2 separate regions of the Mus musculus genome follow, and region 2 is linked to region 1. The links are chromatin contacts, called in public Hi-C maps. All regions are on one chromosome and are shown on one strand. Each heading gives the region's core, a stretch centred on a gene start, on an enhancer-like site or on the middle of the called end of the contact. The rest is flanking DNA. Distances are from core to core; before and after follow the strand shown. Region 1 has its middle 62 kb from the start of Gm40677. Region 2 overlaps Gm31240 (a long non-coding RNA gene).

What was found. A called contact is a pair of places that touch in the nucleus more often than the background predicts.
Region 2: a Hi-C map of cerebellum shows a contact between it and region 1, with 3 times the contacts expected there. The contact joins two enhancer-like sites. A contact is called at or near these places in 4 of 484 Hi-C or Micro-C datasets (cerebellar granule neurons, cerebellum and cerebral cortex).

The regions. Positions count from the first base shown.
Region 1 is chr10:66,572,753-66,576,652 of GRCm38.p6, forward strand. No RefSeq gene overlaps it. Among named protein-coding and RNA genes, the nearest start is that of Gm40677, 62 kb to the left of the region's middle. Within about 2 kb of position 2,254, at least 7 of the 459 cell types and tissues checked have an H3K27ac peak or open chromatin away from gene starts, as enhancers often do. A contact at or near this core is called in cerebellum, where this site is marked.
Region 2 is chr10:66,737,613-66,741,512 of GRCm38.p6, forward strand. It overlaps Gm31240 (a long non-coding RNA gene), which reads right to left. Exons shown (of 3, transcript XR_380501.2): 3 at 3,314-3,900. It also overlaps the pseudogene Gm18777. Among named protein-coding and RNA genes, the nearest start is that of Gm31240, 6.0 kb to the right of the region's middle. Within about 2 kb of position 1,624, at least 3 of the 459 cell types and tissues checked have an H3K27ac peak or open chromatin away from gene starts, as enhancers often do. A contact at or near this core is called in cerebellum, where this site is marked.

The DNA.
Region 1 (3,900 bases), core at 1,004-3,503:
CAAACCCTAGAAAGTCAGGGACTGTCACATCAACCAGTGAAGAGTCATCTGGTTTTTTAAAGGTGCTCTCTCTACGCTGGATATACCACCAGCCTGTGTTTGAACAGCCATTTCAGATCTCTTGGGCCAGAAAACGAACATCAAGCATTTAATGGGTCTCTTGGATTCATTTTTTGTTGTTGTTTTCATTGTAAGTGCTTCAAATTACAAGAGCAAATTGGGTGTTTGCAAGGTGGGAGCTAAGAATGGGTCATCTCTGAAGCATGCAAGACCACAATCACCCCAGTCTCCTCTGCCACTCAGCCCTTGTTCCTCACAGCAAGGCTGTCAGGCCACTCCCTCACATTCATCCATCCAAGCACACCCCAGCATCTACACCTCCAGAGAGAGCTTGATGTTCCCTGAAGAGACTCTCACACAACTGGCAGCTTGCTTTTCTCACCAAACAGATGATAAGCAAGTTTGCAGCACTTTCTTCAAGATGGGGGGATTGGGGGGAAGGTAGGGGGTTGTTGGAGTGGAGGTGGGAGATGGGGGATGGACTCATGTCCATCCCCCATCTTGAAGAAAGTGCTATCTCTCTGTGTGTGAACACACAGCAGAATACCACCTTCCACTCTTTTTTTCTCTTCTTTTCTTGCCCCTCCTCTCGCCTTCCCTTTTGTCTCACTGTTCAGGGACCTCACATTGACAGTCAGATATGCACTCTTCTGCCTTTTTCCTTGTGTCCCGAAATAGAATTAAGTACTTGTTGCACCCATGCTATCAGATAAGATTCACCATTCATGGTGCCCCTGAGAAAGGAAACCTACCCTAGTAAAAGAATCTACCCGGATTCCTCAACTGAGAAATGGAGATCCAAAAATCTACATTCCAGTCTAAAGCTCATCAAGAAGTAAATTTCCCACAGAGGAAACATTCGCCTCCACTTTGGTGGCGATGGAACAGCGGTTTAGGTAATAGTTTTAGGTTAGACAAAATACGAACGGAAACTAATCACCACATCAACTTGTGAACTGAATTCACTCACCAATAAAATTTAAAGTAGTTTAAATTCAGCAATTTTCCCTGCAGGTTCCCAACAGAAGCAAATACAACGTGATGGTTTATGTTCACTGTCAACTTTACTAGTTTAGAATCACCATGGAAACATGCCTCTGGGCATAGCTATTGGGTGTTTCTAGAAATATTGAAATGAGCAAGGAATATTCACCCTGAATGAAGATGACGGATGACATCCTATGGGTGGAGTCCCAGGCTGAAAAGGAGGAAGTGAGCTGAGCCCCAGCATGCATCTCTCTCTGCTTCCTGGCTGTAGGTTCCTTGTGACCAGCTGCATTGGGCTGCTGTCTGCGGCTCCTACCGCCATGAGTCCATACTATGACCTGGACTCTGGAACTGTGAACCAAGACAAACCTTTCCTCTTACATCACTTTCTGTCAGGTATTTAGTTATAACAATGAAGAGAATAACTAATACAGGTGGTCTAGAGAAATCTACGGCTATAGTGCTGACCAGGATTATGAGACTATTATAGATCCAAATTAGGAAGAGTTGGAACATAGAGGTAAAATATTAAGCAGGCAAATTATGTGGATTGTGTAGCTGGCTATTTGTAGCAATGACTATCACGCATATTTTGTCAATGGCCTAACTAATACCTTCCCAAATGTCTTCAAGGACATAGCCTGTTCCCTTTTACCCTCTTTTGTGGTTTCATGGCACTCCATGAGGAAGAACAGTGAAAGTCTATGCACCATTAACTTACAGATTGGGATATTTAGTGGATAGAAAGGTGGTGTGTCATCCATTATAGAACTTAAAGACAAATCAGAAGCCCAGCAGGATTGTCTGTATCAGGTATACAAGTATACTGTGCCCTGGGGCTGGGGGAACGGGTCTGGGTGCAAAGGACTCAAGAGTTAGGCCAAGTTTGATACATTCATCTTGGAGAAACCTCTGGGATCCAAAAGAAGCTTAAATGTATGACAAATAGATGTGGTGGGGCAGGGCACTGGCAACAAAAGCAGAAGTCTATATGGGGTACCTGTGGGTCCCCAGTAAAGAGCAGAGACAGTCACCCAATAAGGAAAATCCTATTTAAAAGACACTGTAAGGTTCCCAGACCACAGATGTGTGCTCACTTCTGACCACAAGAGTACAATGCAAAACTGTGAAGGGATGCCAACTGTGGCTTGGGAATGTAAAGTCAGTTCAAGATTGCCTGGGCTCAAGGCCATTCCTAGTCATTAACACATCTTGAAAGGGGTTTGAGACATGCAGAAGCAATTCCTCAAGTCTCTGCTGGCACCTACAGTTCGAGATAGGAATAGCAAAATAAAATCAGCAGGCATGAAAAGCCTACTCCAAACTGACCTACATTCGTGCTATTATATTTGCATAATTTTCATGTATGCATTCACACACACACACAAACACACACACACACACACATGGGGCCATTTGATATGTAGAGTTTACACAAGGCATCGCTTTCATTGAATTAAACTGATTCTAGGTTTGGCACTTTTCCCACGGTAAGCCAGTGTTGTCGAAATCAGATTTGTCACTTCATTAAACCTGAGCATTAATAGTCCCACCGCCTTCGGAGACATCTTTGTGTCTCGCTGAACCAGTTTGGAATGTCAGGGTGAAGAGACAAGTACTTTAAAGGATGGAGATGTTACAAATGAGACGAATTGCAAAGGCTTCTGTCTATAGAGTGGAAAACGTGACAACAATCTCATAGTGGATGAAGGGTAATTTAGTTAAGTGCAGTCTGAGCTTGAACGTTCTTAATAATTCCTGGGCTGGACATTATACCCACAACTTTAAAGGTGGTGGGAAAGTAAAGATTATCAACTAAAAGCATCATGGACACAAGCTTCTGGAAATGTCTAAATGAGGGAGTCTCTGCATTGAGTTGAGGTAGGAAGACCTAACCTAACTGTGAGCTCTTCCATGGGCTGGAATCCTGACCTGAATAAAAAAGAAAAGTGAGCATATATTCTCTCTCTCTCTCTCTCTCTCTCTCTCTCTCTCTCTCTCTCTCTCTCTCTCTCTCTCTCTCTCTCTCTCTCTCTCTCTCTCTCTCTCTCTCTCTCTCTCTCTCTCTCTCTCTCTCTCTCCCTCCCTCCCTCCCTCCCTCCCTCCCTCCCCGCCTCTTGCTTTTTCTCCCTCTCTCCCTTCCTCCTCACTCTCTCCCTTCCCCTTCCCCCCCTTTCTCCCTCCATCTCTCTCTTCTCTAGCTTTTCTGCTCTCTTGCCCTCTTACTCTCACTCTGTCCTCTCTCCTGATTGCAGATAACAAGCTGTCTGTTGGCCAGCTTCCATCCCTTCCTCACCAGGGTGGATCTTCTTCCCCCAAGAAATGATTAGCCAAAAAGAACCTTTCCTTCTTTGAGTTTGCTTTGCTTCTGGTGATTTCTCATAGCAACAGGAAAAACATGAAACAGAAGACCCAAGGCTCCCTTCCTGCAATAACAAGCATTATGTAGAACTTCCTGACCAATGTTCATTTTTTAAATGATATTTAAATTTTACTAACAGTACCCTCCCCCGAAAAAAAGATAATTCCTCTGGAAGATAAGCTTTTCAGGTGAGCAGACTTTTGGTTGCAGGGTACAGGTCTTGACACTTAACTCTCACCATGAGGTCTGTGCCAACCAGCTCATAGCAATTCCACAGTGGCCAATAGATAGTTGCATTTTGTTGCTATGACAAAACGCCTGGCAAAAACAACTTAAGGAAGGGGAAGGTTTATCTTGTCTCACAGTCTGAGGGCTCCGTCTTTCCTGGCATAGACGTCATGAAGGCAGGAGTTGAGGTATTTGGTTGTATCATATCTGTCTTGTGGAAATAGAGAAAGATGAGTGTGCATACCTACTTCATTTAGTTCAAT
Region 2 (3,900 bases), core at 374-2,873, 160 kb after region 1:
GGGTAGGGAGGATGGATCCAGTGCCTAAATAAAGAAGCCACATCCAAAGCAAGATGCTACTCGGCCTGCGTCCAACCTGGATAAGGACTCCTCTGCCTCTAGATGCTGGGCACAAACCGACACAGGCGCAGTGAACACAGGAAAGGCTTCAGGTGCATCCGAACCGTGACCTATGTGTGTCCACGTAGGACCAGAATGGCTATGAGATACAGCCCAACACAAGAGATTAAACTGATGATTCAGACGCCGAGCCATCAACCAGGCGCATACAAGAGCTGGTCCGAGGGCTCGCCTACACATATATACAGAGGAAGACTTCCTGGTCTGGCCTCAGTGTGAGAAGACGCATGTGCCTAACCCTCGAGAGACTTAAGGCCCCAGGGAGTGGGGAGGCCTGGTGCGAGGGGAAGGGGTGGAGACATCCTCGTGGAGAAGGGAGGAGGAGGAGGAGGAGGAATGGGATGAGGAACTGTGAGAGAGCAGACCCGGATGTGTAATGGCCAGACTGTAAAAAACATAAATAATAATAATAACAATAATAACAAACGTTGTGATTGGTTTCCTTTCAGATTTTCTCTTTGTCCATTCATTGAAGGGTTTTCGATCACGAACTGGGTAGGCCGAAATGCTGAAAGGTTGCCCACCAGCTACTAGAATGCAGTTCCTAGCGTCCTGGACTCAGCCTCCCCAGTGAGTGAACAGCAGCGCAATATGTGGTAGCCCTTGCTTAGAGAAAAGAAACGAAGGAAATTGACCCAGGATATAAATCTCAAGGGAGGGCAGGTTGGCGGAGCGCAGTTCCAGCACCCTGAGCCATGCTGTGGTTTGCTATTTACAATGATAGTGGATGTGTTTTGTTTTTTGTTTTGTTTTGTTTTTTACTATTACTGGTTGGTGTTTTGGTTTTGTTTGTTTGTTTTTAAAAACATTTCTCTATGTAGCCCTGGCTGTCCTAGAACTCCCTCTGTAGGCTAGGGTACCTTCAAACACTCGGAGATCCACCTGCTTCTGCTGATATTAAAGGTGTGCACCACCACCACCTGGCTGGTGGGTAAGTTCTTAGTCTGTCTCTTGGGTCTCCCACTTACAAAATGATAGTCCTTTACCTGCCTTAACATGGTTGTCATGGAGATTAGCATTTGGTGCACAGTAATCACCATTCAGAAAAGGGTTAATGAAATAAAATAAGAGGTAAACGTGGGTAAGCCCACTCCACAGGAAGCAAGGCCATTTGATATAAAGCAACCTGACACTTAAAAAGGAGTTTCTATTGAAAAATCAATCCAAAAGTGTGACAGGGCCACCTTAGAGAACCGTACCTTTAGTGCAAAAAAAACTGATGTTGCCTCTGACCATCAGAAAGATCTCAGGGGCATATGTATGATGCTCCCTCTGCCTTTAGGACGCCTTCAGTTCTAGCAGCTGCAGGAAAAGCTGGATTCAGTCATTAGCCAGAATTCAGAACTACCCTCTCCCAGTCCCCTCCCCCCTCCTCCCTCCCCCCTCCCCCCGCCATGAGTCACCTGAATCCACGTTGAACACAAAGGAAATTAACTGTGCCCTTCCCAGATGGCAAAGAGATTCACACTCTTTCTGAAAATGCTCATCTCGCCCAAATCTGTCTCCCCGCGGGAGACATGTGCCTGCTGCCTGAATACTCCAAAGGATTAAGGAAGGCTGTGTGCAGACTCTAATGGCTACATTTACTCAACAGTTATGGGAGAAATGAATATTTTGACACAAAACAACACTTCTACCTTCCCATTACCAATTCAACTATTCCCACGCCCCCAAAAAATAAAAAAATAAATAAAAAATAAAAAATAAGCCATTCTCCACTAGGAAAGATGACTACATTACCCACAGTGATCTATCTTAACAATTAAAGAAGGCCAGGGTACCCAGCATGTTCACATATCAATGGCTGGTGTATACTTCTCCTATCTGCTTTTCAAAAAGCCTTAAGAAAAACAAAAGCTGGGGAGTCTAGTTACCTGTACAGTCTCCATTGATGAACACTCTTCAAAACATCAATTGGCACTCTCGGCACCAGATCTGGTAAGAAACTAAGCAGAGTGCCTGACTGAAGTCAGCCCTAAAGATGTATGGTACTTGGTTCACATGCCGGCAGTCATCCTTATCAAACGGTACCCTGCCACCTCAGCATCACGAGGAAGGCTGGGGCTTACCCTGGGTCTTTATTTCTGTGTCAGATCTAGGATCCAGAGATGAGAAAGAGGGCTGGCTTCAGGAGTAAGCATACCATAAGCCAGTTGAGGGATCTGCACTAGTCATCGAGAACACAGAAATGTAGAGTGTGTGTGCACATGTGTGTAGAGGCCAGAGGTTCTGCTCCTGTCCATTCATCGAGAGCTATGCATCTTGTTTTTTGAGACTAGGTCTTTCATTCTCCTGGAACCCACCAAGTAGACTGAGCTGACTGGTCCCCAAAACTCAGGTGTTGCCCCGTGTCTACCTCACCAGAGCTGGGATTCTAAACATATGCCATCATACCTGACTTTTTTATTGATGTTCTCCCATGGACCACAGTGAACATGCATGGTTTTCACGGATGAGTTTAGGACAGGAAGGGAAGGAAGAAGGAAGAGGCGTCCAAAACGTGAATGTGTTGTGTACAAAGAGAAATGACAGACACAACCCCCTCCCTTAGCCCTTGGCACTATCTTTTTCTTTGTCTTCCCCATTCTTTGGATACGTGTGCCATGGCTATCTCCCTTCAGAAATGCTCCCATAGTTTGTGGACATTTCACATTAGCATCTTTTACAAGAACCAGCTCTGCCTCCCATGTGCCATTCCGTTTTGTTAGGAACTCAAGTCACCATGGGAATCTGTTACCCCAGCGATCCTTTCTAAGTTCTAAAAGCCCTCAAAGCCCTGAGCAGTACTATAGCTCCTCACAGCCTTCTCTTCATCACTTAATATCATCAGCATTGTTCAAGAAATTGGATTTCCTCCTGTTACCTTCTGACTTCTCCCTGGGTATGGTGGCTTGAATGTATATATATATATGGCCCCCAGGGGCTCAGAGAGCAGCACTATTAGGAGGTATGGCCTTGTGGGAGTGGGTGTGGCTTTTTTGGGAGGAAGTGCATCATGCTCAAGGCAGGCCCCAGTGTGGCACTCTCTCTTCCTGTTGTCTGCCAAGGCAGTTATAGAAGTCTCAGCTACCTTTCCAGCACCATGTAGACCTGTGTGCCACCATGCTTCCTGCCATGATGACAATGGACCTCTGAGCTGTAAGCCAGCCTAATTAAATCTTGTCCTTTATAAAAGTTGCCATGATCACATTGTCTCTTCACAGCAATAAAAACCATAACTATACTGGGTTTATTTTCACCCTTGTTCATTTTTAGGTACCTTTAAAAAAAAATAAACTCAGAAATAAGTTAAGGACAAGCCAAGTTTTTCTTAGGTCCCCAAGTATTGTGCTCCCTGGAAAAGCCTTGCTTCAATAGATGTTCCACTTAACCTCTTAACCAGGCACCTGACTAACACGTTTGTCATGACACACACTTTCTCATCCTCTCTTCTCTTGATGTTTTGTCCCATGCATTCTGGTCTACCTGAATGACTAAAGCCATGAGGTTCCACATCAGCCCAGAAATGTCTTCTCCTCTGGGCTAGCAGGAGGGGCTTCCCCTCACAAGTCAGCTTGGTGAGCTGACTTTTTACACACGGATCCTGGGGGTCTCTGGACTCTGGTCTTGATGCTTGCAGGGCCATCGCTTTGCTGACTTAACCTCCCCAGGTCCCACTCAAGGTGTTTTGAGCAAGCAGAGACTTCATTCAGGGAATTTCAGTTAACAAGATCCCCAGAAGGCCTAACAAGGCATCTGACTAGCAATGTGGCCCTCATCCCAGACTGCCACCAGTCATAC